2 separate regions of the Mus musculus genome follow, and region 1 is linked to region 2. A link is a contact called in public promoter capture Hi-C data. All regions are on one chromosome and are shown on one strand. Each heading gives the region's core, a stretch centred on a gene start, on an enhancer-like site or on the middle of the called end of the contact. The rest is flanking DNA. Distances are from core to core; before and after follow the strand shown. Region 1 overlaps Tdp1 (tyrosyl-DNA phosphodiesterase 1). Region 2 holds the start of Tdp1 (tyrosyl-DNA phosphodiesterase 1).

Region 1 (6,731 bases), core at 1,995-4,494, 58 kb before region 2:
CCACTGCAACAAGTTTCAAAGTGTGGCCTGGTGACCTCTTCTAGGGGTGTGTTATAAATCAAAGTTATTTCTTAGTGATCCAATGCCCTCATGTGTTTTCCTCACTTTTATGTGTGTAGAGGCTATGTATGTATGGGTGGCATCACAGCAGAGCTCCCATGACAGCAGATGAGAGGGTTCAGCAGTCAGCTTTTAGGCTGCACAATAAAGATGCTTTTGAAAACCGTGAAATGATATTACCTCCCTCACTAATTTTGTCCTTTACTTTTAGAACTGGCCATAAAGCATAAAATTTCTTATTATTTTAAAACTAATAAGTCAATATAAACATTCAAGCATTTTCCAGTTTCCACTATAGAAAATACCAATACACACATGAAGCTTGAATAAATTAAGGCTCTTTTTGATTCCTGGTAACTGAGTGCGTGTGGGCTCTAAGAGAACGGCGTTGCTTGCGTGGCCTCAGGCAGGAAAGCAGGTACCCTCTGCACATCTGGGCTTGCAGAGGTTTCCAGGACCCAGGCTCACACGGAGCCCAGGGCTGCCTCCCAGGTGCTTACTTCCACTGCTGGGCATGATCAGGGTTCCCTCTGTGTCTCACCTTTACTCCCGTACAGCTCTGGGGGCAGGTCATAGGGCACAGGAAAGGAGGCCGTCGGCTCACAGCTGCTGGAGAAGAATTTCTGTTTCACTTTGAAGGTGTCCAGGCCCTGCAGACACAGAGGGAGGGGCTGTGACGTAATCGTGTTTTCTAAAGTAGCCAGAAGATCTTAAGAATGATTTATTTTTATGATACCCCTAAGAATATGAGTGATTTCAGAGCTATTTTCAATGATGGACAGGAAAATATGTTCTATAACTCCTTCCCCCAAATTATTTTCTTCTATAAATCTAAGAAAAGCCTTAAATTTTATAAATGTTTATATCATTTAGACTCACAGGCCTGTACAGTACAAGTTCCTAACACACTAGTGAGCGCTGCCTCAGGGGACCCTGGGCCATCCTGGCACCCTGCTCTCTGCTCTGTTTCACTGTCTCTTACTCCTACTGTCTGTCTCTCTACCAACCCGAACACATCCACCTCCTAAAGGCATAGCAAACGATGCCAATGTCCTAGCAGCTGACTAGAAAACAACTGTAGAGGGCTCAGTCCCCAGTAAGGGGTGTGTGTGTTGGGGTGGGGTAGTCACAGGCACCATGTGAGAGGACATGGCATCACACAGGGGCTTCCTGACATTCCCCGAGCTCTAGCCTTTGCTCTGGCATTCACTAAGCATGCATTCATTCATTCATTCATTCATTCATTCATTCATTCATTCATTCATTCATTCAAACTATTATTTCTCCAGCTGAAGCTATGCTAGAGCTCCTGAGAATATATCGTAACTGCACTTATAACTTGTAGCCTTGTAGTCTTTCTGGTTTCCTATCCCTTCAGGGGTCTTAAAATGCTAAAAGGGAAGGTGATGACCCCAACCCCACCCAGGTGAAACCGGAATAATCAACAGCACAACAAATGGCGCCGCTATGAACCAATGATGTCATTGGCCCCAGCGTCCGTGGACATAAAGCTAGAACTGTATCCGTTCAGAGCACATGTGAACCTACAGTAAGCTCTGTTCCACTGACTGCCCCTTAACCTCTCCTTCAAAGTTCCCTTATGGGGTAGTTCAGATATATAAGCCAATAATCCTCTGTCCCGGGGGAACTTGGGAACTTTTGTTTATGAGACGACCTTTCTGTCAGATGTCAGCCTGCCTTGGGAAACCTTACTGGACCTGAGACTAACAGATTAACACGCTTCCCTTCTGGGTTAGGCATGGTACCAAGCTCTGGATATGCATGAATCAATAGAGCCATCATCATTCCTGTCCGCATGGAATGCACAGTGTTGAGGAGGCGCTAAAGAAACATTTTATGTACAAGTCTAACAGATGATGGCAAGTTGTGGTAAGTGCGTGAAGAACTGTCTTGGAGGACTACAGGTGAATAGTGGCCTGTTTTCACTTTAGTGGTGATAGCCAGTGGATGTCTCCCTCCAGGGGCCGCACCCCTCACTGTGGGCTGGGCCCTCTCTCATCAACCGCGAGTTAAGAAACGTTCCACACAGTTGGCTATGGGAGACATTCTCGAGGTTGAGGTTCTCTCTTCCCAGATGCCAGGCTGACAAGAAACCAACCTGTACAACTTTTCAACCTTCAGTCCCTAGGACCCGCCCTGCTGCTCCATGGGTATGCAAGAGACACCGCGCTGCAGGCATGAGACTGAAGTGGCCACTTTGCTTGTTTTATTGGCTTCTGCATACCAGCAGCTGCAGTAACACACATTAAGGACCACAGAAGAGGGCCTGAGATGAGGCTCAGTGGTAGAGAACTTTCTGAATATGTATAATGCCCTGGGTTCAATCCCCGGCACCACAGGAAAACCAAACCATAAGGGCCTGCAGGCAGGTATGAGGTGATAGCTGTGGCAAAGATGTTGACTGATTTGTGAAATGCAGTATGTGACACAGGCATGGCAGAAATGCTAGACAGACAGGACAGACAGACGGACAAACAAATAAATATAAAGGGGAAGAATGACTCACATCTGTGGCAGGCTAAGGAAAGGCTTTGTAGAAAAACAGTGCTGTAGTGGTTTTTAAAACTTGGGTATAATTTTGACGAACAGCAATGGCAGGGGAGAGCATCAGGGGAGAGCACTACAGTCACAGAAAAGCTGAGAGGAGGCACATCTCTTGGAGCTGAGTGCACTGGCATGGGAGTGGGGATGTCAGCGCTGGGACTGTTAGTAATTCCCCCTAAGTGAGAAGAGAGCTGGACGTCTGTGCTTTGCCTCCACTAAGCCAGGTATGCTATCTGGTTATTAGTGACTCCGGCATGAGTCAGCCTGGAGGTGTTGGGGGCAGGGGATGCCTTGTTGCCGGGAGCTCTCGTGTCCATCAGCTGGAGGTGTCAGAACACCGATGATATGGCTTGACTACTGACTTCAAGCCCTGCCTTGAAGCAATGAACTCGCCTTCTATGCTTGCCTTGTTGCTGATACTTGTTTGGTGACTACCGGTCAGTCACACCCAATTGCACCCCAGGGATCCATTTAGAGTCTGACGTTTTCATCAAGAGGCACTGAGGAGCTGCAGAGGTTCTGAAGGAGACAGCTCTTCGTGAGGTAGCTGGAGGAGCTTGGGTAAGGGACTGGACTGGAGACTGCTCAGCCGGGTGACCACGAGCGCTCACAAGAGAAACAGGAAGTGGTCATGGTCATGGGAGACACAAACCTAAGAATTAGAACTGCAAAAGGCAGAGGAAGGAAGCTGGAGACCAAGAACGCCTGCAGGCTTGGGCCTGCTGAGGCGAGCTGAAGACACTACTAGCCGACACTGCCACCAACACCTTCTCAGGGAGGAGCCAGTCTGAGTTCTCAGGGTGTGCTGTGTGACAGTGACTCCTGCTTTAGCGAAGAGGAGACAAACCTGGGCTGGCAGCTGTCCACACACACCCTGTCTTTGGGATTTGTGGTCCTATGCCCTTTCTACTATGCAAATAATTGTCCTCATATTTGCCACAGAGAACCAGGAAAGTGGAAAGTCTTGCAACTGTACAAGTCTTTAGCTCAGAGACTCATCATGTTCTTTAACAGCCATGAAGCCATGGGGGAGTCTTTATAGCCTTAACCCAGTTTTGATGCCCTACATGTTCCAAGCCTGGCTTTCCTCTTTTGATGTCTGACCTCAGACATAAGAATGTTTGAACCATCCACATCTGACAAGAACCAATATGCCTTTTTCTTGAATGCCATTTCTGATCCAAATTCTAGGGTATTAAAAAAAAAAGCACCACTTTTCCCTTCAATCACATGTCAAATTATTTGAGGCTGTCTCCTAATTATCATTATTTATATATCACAGTGGTATTGCTTGGCATTTTACAAAACAGAGGAAGACACCCTCCCAGGCACAGTACTTAAGACAATGCATTTATAAAACACCAGGTGAGAGGGTGGACATGAATCACACATGACAAATTGCTGGCTTCTCCCTCTCTCAGCTGGGATCATTTATGCTCAGCAGTTTGACTCAATCACATAGAGGAGTCTACTCTGTGGTTTATGTTGTTAGCTGCATGAGCTTGCGTAGTAACTGAGTGGAAAACGCTCCATGAGGCACTGGTTTTTTGTTTGTCTTTTGAGATAGGATTTCACTATGTAATCCTGCCTGGTTGACTTGGGTTTTTTATGTAGATCAGGTTGGCCTTGAACTCACAGAGACCCAAGGCAGTGGGTTTCTCTGGAACTAGAACAGCATATGAGTTTGTAGGCGGGAACCAGAAGAGGCTGAAGGGAAGACGCCTTCTTTATCAGCTGGGCTGATAGGTAAGAAAGCAAATGACAGAAAGGTGGTAGCCTGTACCCTTGGCCCTCAGATGCTTCCAGCCAGGGTCTGAGGAAGGCTTACAGAGTGGGCACACCAACAGGGCTCTGGAGAGGAGGGGCTTTGGTAGCTGGGATGCTTTTGAGAGTGCAGCTTCTGGGGAGGAGGAGGACCGGTACAATAGTGGGGGTGGCATGAAGACTGATCTGGCTGAGAGCCTAGAGGACAGGTCTCTGCTTTCAGCCCTGTAGTTCGTACCGCTCCCATCTCTAGGAACAGCCTTTTTGAGCTCTGGGAAACAACCAGGCTTATTTCAGATCCTTTGTAGGTTCGAGCTTTTAATTTTCATATGACCATGAATTTGTCACTACATGGTCCTCACTCTAGGACAGGCTTATGTGAGTAAAGAAACTGGGCCAGTCTAGCCCAGCTGAAAAACAGGGTCCCATCCTGATCTCACTTCAAGTCTCCTTTCTCCACTGTCATTTTGACTCCTATAGATCCAGGTCTTTTCGTCTTTCCATTTGGCGCCCTGGAGAATTAATTCCCTTTCTTGGTTCTTGGGCGGTTCTCCAATGTGTGCTCCCAGTCTGTCTCCTCCCACATTATTTCAGTGGGAGTGATTCATGGGTGGAATTTAAAGGTTATAAGACATGCTCCACAGAGCACTCACTCAGCTGTGACCTCCTGGGAGACTGGGAGCCCAAGCAATAGCCAGGCACAGAGTGTGTGAAGGGACAAGGAGGAGGGCTCAGGTGCGGTGCTTGTGAATTTCTTTAGCTCTCTCAGCCACACCCGTCTTAGTGGAGCCTACCCGACTGACCAAAGATCATCTGAGAAGACAGCGTTAGCTTGTGGTATGCACCATCTTTGAAAGCAGCAGCAACAAAAATGATGATTTAACCAAAACAGAGTAGGGAGAGTAGACTTGCTGACTGAAGTCAAGGCCTTTGAACTTGATTCTTTTCTCTTCCTTTTAATCCTGATGACAGAAAAGTAGGAATCCATTGCCTGAGAAGCAAATGAACCTGGGGCGCAGAAGAGACGAGGATGGTTCTCTGTTTCTGTCAAGGGTGAAACATCATCATCTAGAGCAGTGTTCTCAGCCTTCCTAATTAAGACCCTTTAATGCAGTTCCTCATGCTGTGGTGACCCCAGCCATTAAGTTATTTCATTGCTACCTCATAATTCTAAGTTTGCTACTGTTATGAATTGTCACATAAATATCGGATATGCAATATATTCTGATATTTGACCTCTGTGAAAGGATCCATTGACCACCAAGGGGTCATGAGCCACAGGTTGAAAACTGCTGTTCTAGATCAATTCTAAAATTGTCAAAGGCATTCTTGTAAATGAGGCATGCTGGCTCTGTACCTACTACAGAGGCCCTAAAAGTGCTAAGTCACATGGCCAGATAACTGAATGTCAGGTCCTGTCACAGTTGTGGGAAAGTGGAGAACCTCTAGCTACTGCCTCGGCCTATTGGATCTACATATTCCTGTTTGCAGCACTGGTCTCAAGGCAGTGTGCAGGCTGCAGTGACTGCAGTGGCTCACAGGCTTAGGACAGAAGTAGCCCTGCTGGCAGCCAATGACTCAGAAATGTGGGTGGCATGGACATAGAGCTCTGACCGGGAGACACACGGAGGCTGATGGGGAAGGTGGATCTGGATGGTGTCTGGCCAGCAGGCTGACTGCACCAGTCTGGATAAGCTAAGTCTCCAGAAACCTTGGAGTGAAACACATTGAGGTGCGTCTCATCAGCATCAGACAGGGGTTACTAAGAAAGATGTAACCTCTGACCTCATTTCCCAGCAAGCTATGCTCTTGTCAGTGAACACTGTAAGGTTATTAGCAACACAGAAATCTTCAAGGTATTTATTTATTTAGTGGGTATTCAGGGACTGGTATTACAATGAAAATTGTATTGATAATTACATTGTTAGAGTTCGACACAAATACAGACTTAGGAAAGTGTGTGTGTGTGTGTGTGTGAGAGAGAGAGAGAGAGAGAGACAGAGAGAGAGAGAGAGAGAGAGCGAGAGAGAGAGAGAGAAACACATAACATCGACAAGACTGCTTCAAGAGAGCTCATCCACAGTTCAGAAGCCTTTACAACACAGTATGTGGTGATACTGATGTATCTGCTAAGCTATGCACTGCACTAAGCTTAGTCTCCAGAAACTGCTGTGCACGCTGCTTCTGTGACAGCTGCTCAGAGAAGACTGCCAAGTCCAAAAAGTTAAAGGGAGCAACATCAGCTGATGGCCTTGTTCGCAGAGCCTCCACACACTCACAGGAGAACAGCATGGCGGAATGAGGGAATGCTAACAACATCCACCCTACAAGTGGAAGATGAA
Region 2 (7,314 bases), core at 2,320-4,819:
GTAGGAGAATGGATCATGAAGGTGGGTCATATGGACACAATGGAATTTTACTCAGCTGCAGAGAAAAATGAAATAAGGAAGATTTTAGGAAGTGGATAGGTCTGGTAAATGTAACATTAAATGAGGTGACTCACACTCAGAAAAGTCAAAAGCCATATGTTGTCTCTCATATTAAATGTAGGTCTTCTTTTCCTTGTATGTCTGTGTAAAAACAGATGCAAAAGTACAGAACGCCTAAAAAACTAGAGAGGAGATAAAGACAGGGTAAGGAGTGGTGGTGAGTTAACATGGGGAGAGGGCAAAAGACACATGTCACCTGAAAACAGGAGACAAGGATGCGAGGTGTGTGTGTATGGGGATTTACTAAAACACACGCTTTGTTCGTAAATAACACTTTGTATGCTAATTTAATTTTTTTTATTAAAATTTTAAAACCCCAAACAAAAAAGGGCAGATTGGGTAATGACACTTCAGGAGGTCTTCTGGCCTGTACGTATGTACCACCCACAGAAACATAAACACATATACAAACACACAAAAAATTAAAAACCAAACCAAACAAACAAAAAAAAAAAAGACCACAACCAACTAACAACAACAACAAAAAAATTAAATACTGGGACTTTCTACATTTATTCTCCATCCTAAAGCAAAGAGCAGATCTCAGATGTTGGGGTGAGAATTCTGTTTCTGGTCTGAGAAAGAAGCTGTTTGTAGATTCCTGTTTTTTTTCCAGTCAGAATCCTGCTCTGTGGTCCAGATTTGCTGGGTACCATACACTCTTCCAGCTCCCCTGTCTACGGTGCTGAGATATTAGGTGTGCTCCACCAAATTGGTTTTCTCCCTTCCCAACATAAGAAATTCTTCACAAACTCGTGTGTCATCCTTGCGCAGACACCATGCTGATCTTTATCATCCAGAGGCTGGCTGCTGCCAGGAGCACAGTCTGCAGAATCCAGAGAGATGCTCACCATCTCGTCCCAGGTGAATACAAGGACCGTGGCCTGTATCAGTAAGTCAGCATCTCGGAACCCCGAAAAGCCTGAGCAACCTCTCGGGTAACTCTAAACTCCTCAGACAATTTTTAGTGTTACCTGCATTTCCTAAAACCACATTGGGGGGTGGGGGGTGGGGCAGGGTGGGGGCATCCCTACCAATAATGTACAATGAGCTGGTAAAATAAACAGAAATGAAGTTTTGAAAAAGACATTTCTCAGAAAGCAAAGCCCCCTGTTTGGTCCAGGCTTTACGCGAACTTTAAGTCTGGAGATGGCTGACATTCAAAACTATGCTGGAGGGCTGTTTACCATGGAAGGAAATAGCTAATGAACTTGTACCTTGTCATTCTGCCCACCAGGTTACCAACCTCATTATGCAAACAAGGTCCTTCTCCTGCTGGAGAGGAGCTGCTGCGATGTAAATGTCAAGATCGTGTAGGAAATGGCTTCTAATGTGGAAGAGTGGATCTGGTCAGCATCCGATTGCACTGCTCCCTCCAACAGGACCAGGTTCCCAGCAGGCCAGGGAGCTTTTGGAACCAAAGACCAGCCTGATAACATTCCCCACGGCTTCCTTTCCACAGTTTATTTTCTATCTCACCAGGCAGTGCCTAGCATAGCAGAAGTGCAAAGTCACAATAGTAGTAAGGGACATCGAAAGAAGGAGAATACAGGTGTACCCCTCTACCCACCGAAGTCCCAGCCTGGAATCAAAGCAGCAGTGATTCCCACAGTGGAAGCAACTGGGGCCTGCCACCGACTGGGCACATAACAGCACCCCCCTCCAATTCCAATTTCTACTTAAATCAAGGAGAAAGCTAAGTTGTAAAAAATGCTTTACATTTTGCTTCTGAACTCCCAGTGGGTCCCGGACTCCTCCACAGGCACCTGTAACACTTGTTTTCCTGTCAGTAGAATGTAGCTTATGGCTCCATTACAGCTATCACAGCAAAATAAAGTCTACTTTGTAAAAGTATTTACATAGGAGTAGATTCAAATAAATATGAAGAAAATAACAGCATATGTGTAAAGAGAATAAATAAAAACTAAGGCAGGCGAGGCAATGGAATTTGGCAGTGTTGGATACTGTACCAAGATGGGGGAAAAAATCTTATGGAATCCTTTCACCAGACAGCAAACTCAGAATGTCATCAGAAATTTCCTTAAGGGCTTTTAAAAATATGCATGGAGGGCTAGAGCTTTGAGCCGTGGATAAGAGGGTTTGCCATGAGTTCCAAAGCCCAGCATAATACCTGTGCCTATGACCCCAACATTGTGATAGTCAAGGAGGTCTGAGAGTTCACTGGCCAGTCACCCAGAAAGAAAACTGCCGCCATCTTCAGGTTCTGTGAGATTCTGACTCACTAGAACAGGGCAGAGCGCAACTGAGGAAGACAGTCGGAAACTGCCTGTATAGGTGTGTGTACAAACACACACACACACAACAGCTGATGAAAAAAAAAAAGGCACTCCGCTTAGAACCTTGCTTCCACTATTCCCCGGTTGGCTGAGCAGACTCAGTATTTCTTCTATATAGACACTACTCCTCAGACATTTAAGACAGAGGCACCAGATTCTTCCAAGGTGGTCCTTCCTCTGAGCCGGGAAGTAAGCAGAATTGAGGTCGGGGATAAAGAGTTAATAATATAAAGCTTCTATCCTAGACAGGTTTAATTTCAGGGTGAAAGGCACACATTAACACATAAAAAGCCTAAAAGTCAAGATGACTACAGATGCTCACTACATTTTACAGGGATAACTTTTCTTTGGAATCATTTGTGGCATAGCATGAGACCTGGGAGGGAAAGGAATCCGCGGGCTAAAAGGCAGTCGAGAAACATTCCAGACAGATGGAATCCAACCTGCTGAAGGCCAGGAGGAGGTAGCTAGGTTCTAACTGTAACACAGGAATGGTCCAGAAAGAAGGGGTGGGGACAGTAAGGCAAGTTAAAAGCCGAATTTTATTCTAAAGACAATGGGACTCCCAGTGAGAGTGCCTTGGCCCGTCTAGTCTTTTAAAATGATCATATGTAACACAACTTTGTGCACACGTGGCGATAAGGACGCTTCTGCAGGAGCTGGGCTGTGGGGTGCTGACGATGGTCAAGGAGCAGTAATTTGGGGGTACAGTAAGCAAATCGTAAAGCTGCCAACGTTCCCCGAGCGCTCAGCTCTGCCCAGACACAATTCCAAGCGTACAGACTCATTTCAACCTCAAGACAGCCCAATATCACGGCGGTGTCCCTGGTGTGGAGCGTGGTCCACGGAGGGAGCGAAGGCCAGCGGCTCTGCAGCGCGTCCCAAGGGTTAGGAGCGCAGGGTCCGGGGCTCCCGGGACTCAGAGCGGAGGAACCCTGCCCAAGGACCCCGGCCTCGCCGCTCTCCTCGCGGTCCTCACCGAGCCCTGCTGGCCTTCCACTACCACATCTGATGGCAGCGGCCATCGCGCCGCCATGAGGAGGGCGGGCGCAGAGTTACCGCCGCCGCTGCCGCCAGAGCCCGCCCCGAGCCGGCGCCCGCAGCGGCAGACACCTACCTGACCCGCCAGGCCGCCGCCGCCGCCGCCGAGACTCCGCCCCGCGGCGCGCCCGCGCATGCGCGCAGTTCAAACTCGCCGGCGCCGCCGCCTAGCTAGCCAGCCGCTTCCCCTTCCGGAAGCCCCCCACTGGGTCCTAAAGACAGCCTCATTTGCCTGAGACCAAGAGGACCAGAAAAGAGCCGAATGAACGCCTCACTCTCTGCTAGTTTCCTGTTGAAAGAAGAGAGAAACAGAAAGCTGTGGTAGCTTCTCTCTCGAGGTTAATTTGCAAACAACGACTCCATTCTGGGGATGCTTTTAGGCAGCTTCAGGCTCTCAAGGCTAAGACAGCGGCGTGCTCTGGGAGATGGGTGAGCGGTAGAAAAAGACAGCTGCTTCAGACTTTAAAATCGACTGCTAGATAAAAAGTTAAATGAGCTCCCATCAGACTCAGAACCTCCTTTGAAGGTTTCTCCTTTGAAACGGTCATGTTCTTGTCAATCTCACTGATTTGCCAGAAGGGTAGAGGGTATTCCTCATCTTCTATAAAGATGTCTGGTATGGGATTCTTGTGCTGTTCCTTAAGTCAGCCTCACGTCAGGCATCGCCTTCCGGGGGGTTGAATAATCAATTCTGTGTAAACATTCAAAAAAACGGGACATTCCGTTTAATTGTCCTAGACACAGTGTTACGTGCCAGGGTTACCAAGAGGGCGAAAATAAACATAGTAGCTGCTCTGCGAAGGCCGTCCAAAGACTTGCAGTTTAAAAATGAATCTTGGTGTTCACTCATTATTTGTGTTTGTGTGCTTTTTTTTTCACATTCTTCGTGTGTCTCCTGCCAAATCTAGCAATGACACGGGTCAGAATAATCAAAAAGAGTTTATTGTAAATTTGGGAGAGAGCCTGAAAGCAATCAAAACGAGTTAAGAGAGCCCAGAGGTACCAGACCTCCCTTAAGACAAGAAAAATCGAGTAGGGGCGGGGCCAAGGTCTGGGAGCGGGCCTTGAGGCCCCGCCCCATCGTTAAACAGCGCCTTTAACCAATGACAGTACGAAATCAACGCCAGTGGCTCGGAGACTGACCAATGGGAGGAGACGTTGGAGTTGCGCGGCGAAGTTGAGTCCCAGCGGTGGTGGGCGAGGCCGCAGTGGCTGGTCTGTGTTCTCGCTGCAGCGGAGGAGACGCCTGGCTTGGTCTCCGTGTCGGTGGCGATGTTCTTGTCAGAGGCAGGCGCAAGGCCCCGAGCAGGCGAAGCCAGCGCCTCAGAACGCAGGAAATGGGTGAAAGTAGGTGTGGGAGCGCGACCCGAGTTCAGACTTAAGCCTGACCAGGGCCACTTCTGTCACCCCTCTTGGTTCTGGCATTGCTGCAGGACTCTGATCACTTCCCCGCCCACCACACTGTCCACGGATAATCACCTCGACCTCCTATCCGTCCCATCACCTTCCCAATCCCAGGACTGAGCTTTCGAGTACAGTTTATTCCAGCGGTTTAGAGGAATGGATTTGTCAGCCCCTTAAACTTGGTCAAGTTCCTTAAACTTTGGGGAGAGGGGACAGAGGGAAATCTTTAACTCGGCGGTTATATTGCTTGAGAATTAAAACTAGAGTACTGAAACTGCATTTTGAAAGCTCCACAACCAGGTTGAGTTTAAGATGTCTGTGTTTCTGGTTTCTGGCTTACTAACTGTAGATGTTTAATATTCCTTAGGTATTTAAAGCATGCGATGAAGACAACAAAGGCTACCTAAGCCGAGAGGACTTTAAGGTTGCGATTGTAATGCTGTTTGGGTACAAACCCTCCAAGGTTAGAACGTTTCCTCTCTTCCCCTCGTCTCCTTCTCTCTCCCTTCCTCTTCTCCCTTCTTTAGATGGGGCGGATAATGCTGTAGAAATGAATCCTAAGAAAACTGGCCAGGAATACTTTCTGATACCTGTAGAGCAAATCTCTGATTTATAAGCCTAAAATGCCTCCACCACCTAATTCCCCGCAAACCCCTCCCCCCTTTAAAGGCCCAAACAGGTGCAAACTAGGTATCTATGCCAGTAGAGGCAACAAACATCTCCACGAGTATTTATAAGAAATATAGGGTGGTAGAGAGTGGGAGTCTGGGAGGGGAAGGTGGTCTTGTAAGAGGAAGAATCCACCGGCTAGCTGATACGTATAGTAAAGTTTCTGGGTGGCTTTATTTAATTGGTAAAAGTAATATGTTCATACAGTCCACAAGATCCCTTCTCTTTACGCTAGACTGGGGTCCCACTTATCAGGGGTTAACCAGTTTCTTCTGTATTGTTCTACATACAGGTATAGGCACAATCTTCTACAGAAGTTCCACACTGTTTTATCTTAACATCCATTTTCCACTTAGCAACAAACCCAAAGCAAACCACATTACCATCTTAAAATACAGTTGTACAATATTCTCTTTAGCCAGTTTACCCTTTGTTGTTGTTTGGATTAACCTGCAAGCATTGTCTCAGTGATCATCATGTTACATCTACATACACCCATAGATCATGCCTTTTGTGGAATACATGCGCACATGTGCCTCTGGGTGTGTATGTGAGTGTGAATAAATCATGGATATGTAATTGCTGTACTTGGGAGCATTTGATAGATCAGGAATTCAAGGTCAATTTGGACTACACAATGAGACAACATTTTAGAACAATGACAAAGAAATGAAGATACCAAAATTCTTGGAAATATAATTGCTAAGTCTAAGGATGTACACATTTGACTTTAATTATCTTTCTTTTTTTCTTTTTTTAGAGAGGTAGGTAGGTAGGTAGGTAGGTAGATAGATAGATAGATAGATAGATAGGCAGGCAGGCAGGCAGGCAGGCAGGCAGGCAGGCAGGCAGGCAGGCAGGCAGGCAGGCAGGCAGGCAGATTGTGGCCCAGTGAGCTTCCTTAGGGTGGTTTACAGAAGGTGGGCACCTTATAGCCCCTCTGCCTTCCTTGGCAGGGTTTTGACAGGCCAAGTCTTGTACAGGTAATCACAGCTGTTGTGAATTCAATGGTGCAGAAACCATATGGTGCTCAGAAGCCAGCACTGCGTGTCACTACCCCCACTTCCTCTGATTCTTACTCTTTCCACCCTGTTTCTTCCACACGTTCCCTGAGTTCCACAAGTACACCCTGTGGAGGGTGGACTTGAAATACTCTGGCTGTTAGTTTCCCGAAAAGGCTGCACACCTCCTCAGTAATTAGACCACAGCTGAGCCCCAGTGAACCTTCTATTTTAGTATGATAGTTTCCTATTTACCCCTGTCTCTGTGCTGTTCTGCTTGCCTGTTATAAGCAGTTTAGAGACAGATCCATTCTTGTTAAGCTGCCGGACTGGAACTAATCAGAGTCAAGGCACTGTCCAAATACAAAAGAGTAAACCACAACCATCAAGCAGAAGTAGCACTCAAGTCTGCTTGGAATTCCCCCAAACTCCTCTCCCCAGAACTCACAGTTAGGGCTCTCCTGCTCCTCCTGAGTTGGGGTATCCAGGGACTCTGTGATACCCCATGTCTGTGCCCTTCGATGTGCTTAAATGCACCACAACTCCACCATAAATATATTCCCGCCCCCCAATACGGTTTGCAGACAGCTCGGGGTGGATTCAGAGTGGGTGGAGATTTTTAGCTCCTGAGAGGCCAGCTATGAGATCAGAGTGCTAGCCTGAACTGGCTTTGAAATTGCGGCAGCTCTGCTAACCTGCAATCATTTCACCTGGAGTCCCAAGGCAGGCGACCTGTGCAGGCTGTGGATGTTTTAAAGCATCGTATTTAACCTGGAAAGATA

The links. Promoter capture Hi-C pulls out the DNA fragments that hold promoters and counts their contacts.
Region 1: a contact with region 2 is called in a promoter capture Hi-C map of macrophages, with 5 read pairs. The contact joins the enhancer-like site here to the promoter of Tdp1 in region 2. A contact is called at or near these places in 14 of 39 promoter capture datasets (the 3T3-L1 cell line, the HPC-7 cell line, cranial neural crest and 10 more), 5 of 484 Hi-C or Micro-C datasets (astrocytes, bone marrow-derived macrophages, cortical glia and 2 more), 3 of 115 datasets of contacts at active chromatin or transcription factors (effector CD8 T cells, embryonic stem cells and memory CD8 T cells) and 1 of 9 other capture datasets (pancreatic islet).

The regions. Positions count from the first base shown.
Region 1 is chr12:99,939,219-99,945,949 of GRCm38.p6, reverse strand. It overlaps Tdp1 (tyrosyl-DNA phosphodiesterase 1), which reads right to left. Exons shown (of 16, transcript NM_028354.5): 15 at 602-710. Among named protein-coding and RNA genes, the nearest start is that of Kcnk13, 22 kb to the left of the region's middle. Within about 2 kb of position 3,244, at least 90 of the 459 cell types and tissues checked have an H3K27ac peak or open chromatin away from gene starts, as enhancers often do. A contact at or near this core is called in the HPC-7 cell line, bone marrow-derived macrophages, cortical glia and 4 more, where this site is marked.
Region 2 is chr12:99,880,773-99,888,086 of GRCm38.p6, reverse strand. It overlaps Tdp1 (tyrosyl-DNA phosphodiesterase 1), which reads right to left and starts at 3,569. Exons shown (of 16, transcript NM_028354.5): 1 at 3,535-3,569. Efcab11 (EF-hand calcium binding domain 11) reads left to right here and starts at 4,645. Exons shown (of 6, transcript NM_030172.2): 1 at 4,645-4,805; 2 at 5,230-5,325. The coding sequence starts at 4,731.